2 separate regions of the Danio rerio genome follow, and region 1 is linked to region 2. A link is a contact called in public Micro-C data. All regions are on one chromosome and are shown on one strand. Each heading gives the region's core, a stretch centred on a gene start, on an enhancer-like site or on the middle of the called end of the contact. The rest is flanking DNA. Distances are from core to core; before and after follow the strand shown. Region 1 holds the start of irx1a (iroquois homeobox 1a). Region 2 holds the start of irx2a (iroquois homeobox 2a).

Region 1 (2,700 bases), core at 123-2,622, 260 kb before region 2:
TGAAAATATGTAATCTTCGGTAAATATGATTATTATAGCATTATTTTGAGTGCGATTTGGTTGAAATTTCATTAAAGGCTCGCCCATGACATACAGGCCTATGATTCTCATCATTATTACTATTATTAATCATGTGTTATACAGCTGCAACAAACATCCAAATATTCCTCAATGTAACAACACATCGAAAACCCACAGGAAAAGCATTCTGCGCTATTTTAAAATAGTTAAATCATGTGTACATTATTATAAAAAAATAAATCCTATGAAGCACAGATTTATACAACACCGGGGATTAATCACAGCTCTCCTTTTGACAAATCTTTCACTGTGTCTCTATTTAAGGGGATTCCAGCGAGATTCTGTTGTTGTGAATCCCCACATTTCATCACTCAAATTTCTTGTATTTATATACATTAAAATAAATGCATATATACACTAGAAAAAGTCACCAAGCAGTTTGGCGAGGGTTTCGAGCCATAATTCGGCTTGACATTATTCCCCTCTGCGAAGCGAAAAGTTCTCGTTTTAAACAATTTCAGTAAATCACTCTGTGACAAAAACAACAATAACAATTGTAACATATTTTAAAGACGCTTTAAATCACATCAATCATGTTAGCTATAACACCCCCGGCACAACAATCCTCCAACTCCAAAATCAAGTCGAAATAAAACTTTTCACACACAATGCTGAAATCGCGATCGGAAAAAACTGTACACATTTCTTAGCTTGTTTATCACATTAAATCCGTAATGCCATTTCAGAATTTGTACTATAAACGTAATAATACAATTCCCAATTTCCCATGCAAGCTATGTTGACCTGCGACGATCACAAATAAATGGAGGGCATACGATTGTGGAATAAAAAAACTATGAAAAGTAGCGGAAAAATGCAAGAACAAGTTAATCTAGAAATGGACTTACCATTTGGGAGAAAAGAGCCAGATCGGCGCTGGTGTAAGGCAGAAAGGCGCTGTAGTTGTGTGCGTACGGGTACATGCCCAACACCGAGGACACCGCAGCGGCGGCCGCAGACGCGCTACCCCCGATCTCAGCGCTCCCTGCGCGGGACGACGGAGTCAGAACTCCCGGTCGGTCGCCTCCGTACACCGCCTGGGAGGCACTTAAATACTGCGGGTAGCCCAGCTGGGGGAAAGACATCTCCTCCGCCACGTCGGAAGCCAAAACCAGGCAAAAAAGCAAATAACCCACCAAAGCGAGAAGTGCAAGAGTTTCTCTCTCTCTCTGAAAAGCGAACGGGAAAGCGCTCGTCTTTAAATCTCAGCTTCTCTTCTGCAGCAAGTCCGTCGGATGTGATCAGATCAACAATTGAGCTCCAACTGATGTCTCTGCCCCTAGGTCCTGGGCTGATCTCTCAGATACAATTTGAAGTTGATGCTTTGATTGGCGTCCCAGGCTCCTCCTCGTTGGCGCATGTGGTTAGTGCATTGGCCAGGGCCACTTTTGCACTGTTTGGAGGATTGTATGTTAAATGTTTAGCATTAGAATCCATTCACTGTAGTGTGACAACCTGTCTACGCGATTTTACAGCTGCCCAGCACTGGGGAAATGAACTGATAGGCACGCGGAACTTATTTGAATGGCTCGTAATTCTTATAAACACGGGAGAATTAAAGCAACACTCGCGATGACACTGATCTTCATAAGGTATTGGCGAGATACAAAGCAAACCGCATTCTCTTTTATTTTGAAGGTGCTTTTAGGATGGTGTACGGGATTATGCACATTTGGTAAAAATTATATTCTGAATTGAATTATTCAAATGAGGCTCTGGCTTTATTGTTTTTGTCGGAGTGAGCTTAAATAATTAAAGATGTGCATACTCTAAACCTCATGCATTGGTTTTGTTTTAATGCATTATATTTTTAAACACCCTGACACAAGAATAGGTTTTAATGCACGAACTTATTACCACAACATCGGCTATAATAATGCGAAAATATTAATTATTTTATTTGCTAAATCAGATTAATTAATTATTCTGATAATCGGTGCAGTAAATGTGTGTCAAATAGACTTTCTCCTCCTTTTCTTCATACTCCCTCTCTCTCTCACACACACGCACGCACGCACTTCTAACCCAGAGGCACTTACAAGCATACACACGGGGGTGGGGGCGTTGGGGACTTTGTATTTATGTTTCATTGTTAAATACTGAACGAGGTGATGTCGTGTATAATCGTGAGCACTTCATTAACATGCACACGAGCGCCATTTAGCTACTACAACCCCCCCAAAATTATTAATACCACTAATAATAGTCATGACAGATAAAGACTTCGCCTGTGGTCTAACAGTTTGCGATTTAATGTGTGTGTGTGGTAACAATAATCTCACTAATCCCACCACATCTTCAGCAAAATACCACCCACTTACAATAATGAGCTGCTTTTGCGTGATGCATGCGAAATATAATTAAAACCCGACGTGTTTATTTTTTTTTCTATTACAATATTTTACAGACTTTGTAATATTTTAGCTACTCTTTGATTATTAATGCAGCATTAATAACTGAGTTAAACATTAAATAAAGCATGCATTTTATTTCTCTTTGTTGCATTATGTAAATCGCATGCGTGCCGAATGAGTGTATATTCTTCTCCTGGTGTGTCCGAGACTCTGCTTCTGTCACGGGGTCGCTTCTAAACTTGTGCTCGCTGAAAGGATATAGTGG
Region 2 (2,700 bases), core at 136-2,635:
CCAGTGCAGATTACATTTGTTGTAATTACAGTACTAAAACTGATATAAACGAATGCAGACATCCTCAAATCATTATTTTATGAGTTATAATTCGCGCGTTGTAAGTTTACTAACAAATACACCTATTTATTTGCAGCTGAATGTGTGTTACAGGTATGCTGAAGACAAACTGGTGCTGTCAGGACTGAAAACTCCTGCGATTACAGGGGAAAAATATGAGGATCTGAGTGATGGAGACACACACCGCCCACCGGCCTGAAGGCGCACTGCTCCCACACACACACACACACACACACACACACACACACTGCAATTAGCCACCATTACAAAGAGGAACACTTTTACACACTGCAGAGATACGACTTACAGTAAATCATTACAAAGGAAACAATTGATTCTGATGGCGGGGTGAAGAAGCGGATGATTGTGTTTACTGTTACAGCTCACTCAACAATGCAATGCAATGTGCACATATAATAATAATAATAATAAATAATAATAATAATAATAATAATAGTAATAATAATAATAGTATTATTATTATTGTTAATAATGATAATAATAATGATAATAATGATAATAATAATAATAATTATTATTATTATTATTATTATTATTATTATTATTATTATTATTATTGTTATTATTATTATTATTATTATTATTATTGCTGTTGTTGTTGCTGTTGTTTTTATTGCTGTTGCTGTTATTATTATTAATGTTATTAATATTAATATTATTATTGTCAATAATATTGTTTTTATAATAATAATAATAATTATTATTATTATTATTATTTTCAGGATTAATGTTTATATGTGTACTAAGACATTTTGAACTCACAAAAAGAATAGCTATTATAAATGTGCATAATTGTTTTTAGACATATATCGTGTGCAATATGTTTTGGAAATGTTTGCATTTGTTTCGGAAAACTTTCACTGACAATTACAAATGCAATCTTAGTGCACACTTAGTTGTCTGCATTGTGCACTACATAGTTGTGATTAAATACAGGCCAACCTGGCGGGGTTTTTACAACAACATAAGAGAGAGAGAGAGAGAGAGAGAGATAAATGACAAATGGGAAAGTGTCATCGTGTCATCCGTCAAGCAAATCAAAAAGAAAGAAAAACGCAGTAGATAAACGCCGGCGAGGACACATGCACGCACGGGCTGCTTTCTGTGCGGGTTTTGTTCCGGAATTGCATTTCACAGCGCGCGCGCACGAGAGGGAGAGAGAGAGAGGGGGCGGGGATGGAATATTCAGATGAGCCGTGATTGACAGCTCCCGTTTCTCCAATGCTCTCAGAAACTCGCCTGCTCCTTCCAGCAACTCTTCACTCTCCACTCCCGAGCACTACAAACAAACGGACGCTAGGGGATCTCCATGACGGCTCTCTGCTGAACGCTCCTCTCGTGCGCGTTTATTTATTTTATTTTATTAGTTCGCGTCCGGTGCGTCAATGCGCTGATTCCATCGATCAGCCCGATTTCGCGTTGTGGAGAGAAGCTGAGTAATAATGTCCTATCCTCAGGGTTACCTCTACCAGCCCCCGGGCTCTCTGGCGCTTTACTCGTGTCCGCTGGCCGCCCCGAGGAGCGAGGATTTGGCCCGGTCATCCTCCGGTTCCGCGTTCAGCCCGTACCCCGGGTCGGCGGCGTTCACAGCCTCCGCCAACGGATTCTCCAGCCCGCTGCCCTACTCCACAGATCCGGCCACGGGATTCCCGTCCTACATGGTACCTTTTCAGAGCCGTTCACTGCGCATTGTTCTTGATAGGAATGCATGAATATTGCATGATTTAGGACGGTTATAGTTTTGGTTGCTGGAGTTGTGTGTGTGTGTGTGTGTGTGCGAGCGTGCGCGCGCGTGTGTGTGTGCGTTTCAAAGGGAAGTTCGTTCGGGTCATGAATACAAATGCTCTGAATAATATATTCATCCGGACGCGATTCTAATAATAAAGTTATTTCGTGTGTGCGGGAATGTCTGAAAGTGCGCTTTTTACACGCGAAACGGCCACACTGCTGTGTGTTAACATTCTTCCAGGCCTACTTTTAGTTTTAGTTAATAGGCCGCGTTCTGTTTTACTTTAGACATTATTGTTTGCGATCTTATTTAAATTATTAGTAAGCAAATTAAATAAAACACCTTTTTTTAAAATAGCGTTATAGAGTTAAATAGCGTTATTTAATCGTCAATTGATGAATTGCCATGCTAATGACATGGCACATGAAAGCGCGTGGAAAAAAAGCCAGTCCATATCCAGTGGTTTTCTAATAGGATTTGTAATGCTGCGCTTCACTGATATGCTTCTGACACTGAAAGAGCACTGGGAAAGTCAGCCTGGTGATTATGCAAAATGGCTGCAATTACCCATTATCTGTTATCCACCCCGGTCCCGTGTAATTGTGCATTCTGATAATTGCGTAGAGGATTAATCGTTGTTTATTGGCTTAATTATTATTAGTATTATATTTCTGGATACACTTTAGAATGGCGATCATTAATGACATTAACTTTATAAAAACGCAGAATGGATCATTGGTTAATTTGCATTTGAATTGTTTTATTATTATTATTATTATTATTCATCCTACATTATTTTTGTTTTAAATTAAGCTATTTATTTTTAAAGTGTTTGCAAAGCAAAAACACAAATACAAGAACATTTGACTGACCCCGAATGTTATTTTTGA

Evidence for each region. Hi-C and Micro-C count contacts between places; a contact is called where the count stands out from the background.
Region 1: a Micro-C map of caudal fin shows a contact between it and region 2, with 6 times the contacts expected there. The contact joins the promoter of irx1a here to the promoter of irx2a in region 2. A contact is called at or near these places in 7 of 18 Hi-C or Micro-C datasets (caudal fin, embryo, hematopoietic stem cells and 1 more) and 3 of 4 datasets of contacts at active chromatin or transcription factors (caudal fin, embryo and gastrula embryo).

What each region holds. Positions count from the first base shown.
Region 1 is chr16:870,839-873,538 of GRCz12tu, reverse strand. irx1a (iroquois homeobox 1a) reads right to left here and starts at 1,372. Exons shown (of 3, transcript NM_207185.2): 1 at 930-1,372. The coding sequence starts at 1,166. The region is part of intron 1 of tars2 (threonyl-tRNA synthetase 2, mitochondrial); the gene reads right to left.
Region 2 is chr16:614,789-617,488 of GRCz12tu, reverse strand. It overlaps irx2a (iroquois homeobox 2a), which reads left to right and starts at 1,385. Exons shown (of 5, transcript NM_201057.1): 1 at 1,385-1,742. The coding sequence starts at 1,524.